2 separate regions of the Mus musculus genome follow, and region 2 is linked to region 1. The links are chromatin contacts, called in public Hi-C maps. All regions are on one chromosome and are shown on one strand. The core of a region is the stretch at or near the end of the contact, and the rest is flanking DNA. Distances in the headings are between cores, read along the strand shown. Region 1 has its middle 77 kb from the start of 1700109G15Rik. Region 2 has its middle 13 kb from the start of 1700109G15Rik.

What was found. Hi-C and Micro-C count contacts between places; a contact is called where the count stands out from the background.
Region 2: a contact with region 1 is called in a Hi-C map of cerebellar granule neurons, with 1.7 times the contacts expected there. The contact joins two enhancer-like sites. A contact is called at or near these places in 3 of 39 promoter capture datasets (hippocampal neurons, liver and stem cell-derived epiblast-like cells), 5 of 484 Hi-C or Micro-C datasets (the HPC-7 cell line, cerebellar granule neurons, cerebral cortex and 2 more), 4 of 115 datasets of contacts at active chromatin or transcription factors (all in embryonic stem cells) and 2 of 9 other capture datasets (adipose tissue and liver).

What each region holds. Positions count from the first base shown.
Region 1 is chr11:84,641,279-84,644,707 of GRCm38.p6, reverse strand. No RefSeq gene overlaps it. Among named protein-coding and RNA genes, the nearest start is that of 1700109G15Rik, 77 kb to the left of the region's middle. Within about 2 kb of position 1,882, at least 63 of the 459 cell types and tissues checked have an H3K27ac peak or open chromatin away from gene starts, as enhancers often do. A contact at or near this core is called in cerebellar granule neurons, cerebral cortex and neural stem cells, where this site is marked.
Region 2 is chr11:84,705,731-84,709,159 of GRCm38.p6, reverse strand. No RefSeq gene overlaps it. Among named protein-coding and RNA genes, the nearest start is that of 1700109G15Rik, 13 kb to the left of the region's middle. Within about 2 kb of position 1,754, at least 37 of the 459 cell types and tissues checked have an H3K27ac peak or open chromatin away from gene starts, as enhancers often do. A contact at or near this core is called in cerebellar granule neurons, cerebral cortex and neural stem cells, where this site is marked.

The sequences.
Region 1 (3,429 bases), core at 633-3,132:
CTAGCCCTGAGAAGAACGGAGGCCATTTGGCTCCCAAGCCCATGTGTTGCTACCCCATTCCACTGTCAGTCAATACTGACTCTCCCTCAGCTTTCTCATCTCTCTGCTAAGCTGCACTTTTAATTACCATGCTGTCTGTATCACAGACCATCTCAAATCCACTTTGAAAGGAGATTGGAAGGAACTGGAGGGATAGGTCATCAGTTTAAAGCACTTGTTGCTTGTGGTGTCTTACAACCATCGGTAACTCCAGTTCTGGGGGACCCAATGCCTTCTTCTAGCATGCTCAAGGACCTGCGTTACATCCCCAGTATTTTACTTTAAAAGTATAAAAAGTATATAAGTGTCTGCGTGTCCACGCGCATGCACGCGCGCGCGCACACACACACACACACACACACACACACGCACGCACGCACACAAAATAAGAGTATTGAAAAAAGAGAACACAGTACTGAGGGCTTACTCTAGTTCTGCACAGAAGTCAGAATAGGAACATTTGCTGAACAGTTCGAAGGGTGCTGACACCCAGTCCAGTCTATAAATTTCCCCTTAAGCTCCGCTTTATCCACATCCCACCATCTCCAATACGAAGCACATCCATTGCCATTCAGCCCTAAAGAGTCAATAATTTCTGTTGATTTTTCTTTTTAACCCACAGAGAGTACAGAAGTGAGGTTCTCCAGTTCAAAGCATGTGGGGCTTTTTGTTAGTGCTCTTCCTACGGTTGATTCCTAATTCTATGGCTTTGTGATCTGAACACATGTTCCGCGCAATGGCAATTCCCTGGAATGTTTTTAAGACTTCCCTTGTGACCTAGTAACTGTTTACACTGGGTTGCTCTAATTGTCTAATTGAAAGAAAATACACCACATTTTTGGGTATGTCAATGCCATTAAAAGGATTATGGAAAAGATCATGAGACTTGAGATAGAGAAAGGTTACCCAGAAGAGCATTAGAAGCCGAGGAGAGAAATACATGAAGGCCTTGGGCAGAAGGGAGCAGTGGGTTTGGAGGCTGTGAGAGCCCACAGCTAGCATCAAGGCATCGCTGGAGAGAGAGAGCGAGCTACAAGAAGTCAGGCAGCAATGGCCGAGGTAGGAAGACAGATTATAAGTAAATGAAGTACAAAGTAATACAAACAAACAATAACCAAACAACTTTGCAAGACCCAGTCATAGCCCAGGCCCCCACCACGTGTCCATCCAGAGCTACCTGGGAGCTGGGAGTTTAGGGGTCAGAAAGGCAACTCCGGAGGCCAATGCCCAGCGCATCCTGAATCGTTGATTCCTAGCTGTGCGAAGCTTTTCCTTTTCTGCTCTTCCTTGGCCCAAGTTCCAGAGGATAATACCAACTTCTCACATAGATGCTGAGCTTCAGCAGGGGTTGGGGGACAGACAGCACTGGTGCGCAGAGCTGCCAGCACCCATCTAGGTCCTGCTTGGGACCTTTGTAGTCCATCTCCCCACACACACACACCGCCCCCCATAGGTGTAGGTTGAACGTGGAGGTGAACTGCTCCAGTGACAGTGCACTGGGGCCCACGGTTAGGGTAGTTGTCCAGTGTCAGCTGAGACTTTGGACGGCTCCATTTCTGCACCAGTAAAAATGGACACAATAACCCACCGCATGTTAGAGGAAGGGTTGGATGAGATAATAATTCACTTTAAGCACCTGGCCTGGAGCCTGGCACACGAGCAAGCACTCAATAAGCATGAGTGTTATACGGTGCCAGGATCCAGTCCCCCACCTCCATCTCCGTCCCACTACCATTGCTGGCGAAATGGTCGCCAGGACCGGGGCAGCATAGGAGATGGCCGTTGGCTAAGGGCCGGAGCGGGCCCATCCGCCCTCCCCGCCTCGCGCTTCATCGCTCCGGCCCGGCCAAGGGCAGCGCCAAGGGCGACTACGGAGGGCGCAGCTGCCCAGGGCGGGCACAGCGCCGCCCCCACCCCAGCCCGGCGCGGCTGCTCCGGACCATCCAACTTCATTTCCACTTCAATTTTATCAGCGGCTGGGGAGCCACGCTGGAGATAGGAGACGGGCCCTGACACGAATTAGCCCGCAGATTGCCCGATACGGCCGGGCCGGGCTCCCGCACGCGCGCTGCCCTCGCCTCTCCTTTGTGTCCGCCTGGCCTCTCAGCCTCGGATTCCCGCGGCGCTCGCCCCGCAGGCGAGATATTTTGCTTCTGGCGTCTCCATCAAACTAAGACCGGGTGTGTTCCCCGGGCTGGCACCCCAGCAAGGGCGGGCGAGGCGGGCGGGCAGGTCACCTGGCATCAGTGTGTGTGTGTGTGTGTGTGTGTGTGTGTGTGTGTGTGCGCGCGCGCACGCGCGCGGTCGTGGGGAGAGGATGTCTGACTGCTCCCTCCCCGCAGCACTTCTGGCTGCCCAAGGGCAGCCTGCTACCAACTGGGAAGAGTATCCCAGGAGAAGTCTAACTGGGCTTTTACACGCCATCCTTCTTAATCCTCGCAAGAACCTTGGGAAATGAGATAGAGAAGGGAACTGTGGAGGTTCAAGACAAGGTCACACTGCGCCTGAGCCTAGGTCATCAGTCAGGATCCGGGGACTGAACTCTCTTCAACTCCCCAGAACCTTGGTGAAGATGATATTTATGCAATTGGTGTGTCACTCTCTTACCTACTACAGGAGTTGAGCAATTGATTATTCCTTAAATTTGTTGCAACAGCTGAGGCATGTATAGTGAAGGCAACGGAGGCTCTAGGGCCTCAAAAAAGAGAATCAACTCCTTTCTCGTGTGCCTTCTACCACAACGCCCCACCCCCACCCCCAGTCCTCCCCACTTGCCCCTGTATCCACACCCTCTCTCCAGGTTTGAGCCAAAGCAAGGACCCTTTATCTATCCCTGCTAGAATAGCTAGACTGATGGCAGAGGCCCAAGGCCCCTGGCTGTGATGGGGTGAGATGTTTCTTCCCATCCCAGAGCCCGCAGTGGCAATATAGTAGCTTGCCTGGCTCCCTACCTCCATTTCCGGGGTGCTGCTGGGGGAAAATTTATGTCCCTCTCAGGTTTGGGAACCAATCCCACACTAAAAAGAAAGAAGAAAGAGAAAAAGAAATGATTTTAATTTTTTTTAGGTCCAGGAATGAAGCAGAAGTGAGTAAATTTTAATGAAACGGTGCAAAAATGACATCATTTACTCAGAAATCATTAATTTGTCAGCATTAATATTTCAGCTACAACATTGCCTGTCATTTTGTGCCTGCAATGACTGATAAATCTATAAAAGCGTGCTGCTAATTTACTGAATATTTATGTGCAGTGTCATTGGCAGAGTAAGAATGGAATTTATTTCATGCCGAGTTCTGCGGGAGAACATTCCCACAAACCTTGATCCTGGTGGGTGGGGGAGGGCAGGGGCCTCCAGACTTCCTGGAAAACTGATGACAGGGTATAGAGAG
Region 2 (3,429 bases), core at 505-3,004, 65 kb before region 1:
AGGGCCCATTAGGATCAATATCTCCTCAGTTCTGGGATTATTAGTTTGTTTCAATGAGTAAGGTTAAGTCAGATATTCTGGGATGCCTAGACCTGATAGGACAGCGTCTCCCCTCCCCCAGCCAGAAGCTCACCACTCTGTCCAAAGTCCTATGTTTAGAGGGCCAAGCCCCCGCCCCCGGGGGGAGTAAGGCCAGTCTGCCCTTCTCTTACTCCCTTCCCTTGCTGTTGATGTGAATTTTTAAAAAAACCTCTCCCGGCCCCGTCTCTCGCCACTTTCCCCATGCCCATCCCTTCAGACCCATCTACCCCTCAACCCCATCTGACTGCCAATTGAAAAGGCCGGAAAATAATGTGAAATAATATAGTTTATCACCCAGAGGCTGCTGACAGGCAGCGCGGCCACCTCTGAAAACAGGCAGGGAGGCAGGGAGGGCGAGGAAATTATAGGCTGCACAAAGGAGAAAAAGTTAAAGTGAGCGCTCCATAAAAGAAAGTGGAACTATTATGCCGCAAAATGCCAACTCATTACAAAGCGCCCAAATAAGAGAGAAATACGGCGCTGCCTGTAATAGCGGTTTACAAGGCAACATTGTACAGCAACAGAAGAAACGCTGCTATAATTTGCTCTAACAACTCCAATTATCCCTTTTATTGATTTGGCAACACATTTAATAGGAGTAGCCACACCTCTTCTGTTACAAATCATTAAAGGTGTTGAACGGTGTAATTTTAAAATTGTCCTCCTACAGTTGTCAGTATGACAGCATAATTCTCCCTGATTTCGGCTATGTAAACACCCAGGCACAGTCCTTTCCCCTTTACAAGGCCAGAGATGTTGTCAGCCTGGGGTTTTTGTGCAGAAACATCCATTTAATGCATGTCTTTTTTTTTCCCTCCAGCTGTAATTGCACTACAGTTTGGTTTAGTGCAGGTTTTTTCTTCTTCTTCTTCTCTCTCCCTTCTTCTCTTTCACTCTCTCTTCCTCTTTTCTTGTAACTAGGAGGAACATGGATCAGAGAGAGGTGGAAATAAACAGCAGGCTGTTTGGCCTTCTCTTTCTTCCTCTGTAGCGTTAATTGCTACTTAAGCCTGGGCCCTGCACTTAACATCCTGGGGGCAGATCAGGAACGCCCCCACAGAGGCTCAGGGTGCGCAGGCGCGGGGCGCTTTGCTTTAGCTGTGGAGCTCAACAGAGCCGGGCACTCCTGCTGGGTCTGCTGGCACTGGGTTAGGTGGAGCTGGCAGGGGACAGCCAGGCAGGCACCAGGGAGAGGCTCAGGTGAACAGAGACCTTCTGTGCGGTATGCTCTGGGTCAGCCTTCCCTGCTCCATTCCCATCCTTGACAGCCGCCGGCTCCTTAAGGGGTTTTGTTTTGTTTTGTTTTGGTCTTGGATGTGGACATCTAGACCGGAGGGAAATGGCACAGGAGGAAGCTGAGGAAAGTCCATGACCTGGGGTCACTTAGGAGAAAGGGCTGAGCAGAGAAGAGCCTATGTATTGCGTGGGATGGAACTTGGGTGTCTGGCCCTGGGCTGTTAAGTGGGAATCCGGTTGTGTGGCATGCCAGAGGCAAGTTCATGTCTCTACCTGTGCACTCAAGACACAAATCCCGCACTCAAATTAGAAATTTTGGCAGGGACCCCACCCCCGCCCCCAAAAAAGAAATTTTGGCAGGTCCCACACACACCCAGGTCCTCTATGTGATTGGGAGCAGAGAGGCTCCTTCAGACAACTCCAGCTGACCAGACTGCTGAGCAGGGAATCTGAATGAAGCTGGCATCCGGTAACATCTGTTCTTTGCTTCTTTGCTCCACCCCACTGACCACCTACTGATCACTGGAATTAGATTTAAGCTGCAGCAGAAGGGATTTAAATTAGACCCAAAGAACCAGTGTTCTGGGGACCGCAAGGCTCCAGATTAGCCAGCTAGGACTCTCCCGAGATCATCAGAGAGCCTTGCTGTGCTCTGGTTGGGGCAGAGGCCGTAGTTGTCCTGATGGTACCTGCCTCTGCACACATGATGCTGTGCCCTTCTACTGTAGTTGAGCCGGTGGCCTTAGCTTCCAGGACAGATGCTCTGACACACCTGCAGACTTTTTTGCTGTTGGCAGAGTCTAGCTCTTTCCTACTTGAGCCTGTGGTGCCCCACGAGGAGACCGTGCATTCCTACAGAGGAAAGCTGGGATCTGCCTCCAGCCCCTCCAGTATTCCTGCACAGCAGAGGCGTTGGACTTCCTGTGCCTCAGCCACTGGAAGTGGAGGGCAGCACCTAACAAAAGGGCCTCCACTGGACAGTAGCCAAGCACACTGAAGCTGAGCTCCAGCCTGTTTCTCGCTTTGTCTGGCTGCCTTTGGCGCTGTTCATCTGCTTGGATGTCTGCGGTCCTGCATGTCTCTCCAGGCCTGCCAGGCTCAGATAGGGAGCAGAAAGGGGTACAGTGTTCAGATTAGTGTCATGGGGTGGTGGTAGTGAGCTGGCTTCAAAACCTGCCCCTCTCTCTCCCCCACATGGACAACCTTCTCCCAGACTTCATTACAGGCTGTGAGTGCCTGAGACGGATCACCTCTTTCTCAGCTGAGGTTGGGGGTGAGCTGTGGCCCTCTCCATCTCTTCCTCTCACTGTGACCCCAATCACAGCACCTGCCCTTGTCTAATTGGCCAGTGTCAGTGGAAGGGGGGAAGGGAAGGCTGATGTCCAAGGAGGAAATCCCATTAGGGGAGCGTGAGCCAAGTTATTAGTGGTGAAGATGTAATTGGGGTTGGTGAGTAATCTCAGCAGATCCATCACCTATTTATGGTACACCCAGCTGTGTGACCTTGGCTGAAGTGCTTCACCTCTCTGGTGAAATAGGACCTCCATGATTGCCAAGAATCTCTACATTTGGGGGAGTGGAATCTCATGAACTCTGACTCACCCCCAGTCTCATGTCCATCCCAGAGGTGCTCAGTCAGGTTTGGCCTCTGAGTCACTTGTACAACCGCATGAATTCTTCCTAAGTTCTACACTCCTCGAAGTCAGTACCTGCCACCGCCCCCAGCTGAGTATCTCACATATAGTAGGGCGTGTATCAGTTTTATGAATGGCCGGCTGATTGATGATTGGATGTGATTAATAACAAGCACATATAATTCCAAGGCTCTTCGCTTAGACAGTGCATAATTGCTTGGGGGAGAAGCCCTAACCAACTGCTGAGTTATGAGCTTCAGTGAGCAACTACCTGTATCCTGCATGTCCTCGGTAGCAGCACTCCCAAAGGCTCCCACAGACAGATTTGGTGAGGACTGGAGCCATATGGACATTAGATCTTAGCTGCAGAGCAGGATGCTTAGTTGAATCTTAATATGTGTGGTTTGTCTTTGTTTTGTTTTGAGACAGGATCTCACTGTGGTTTCCTGACTGGCTTGGAACTCACTATGTAGACCAG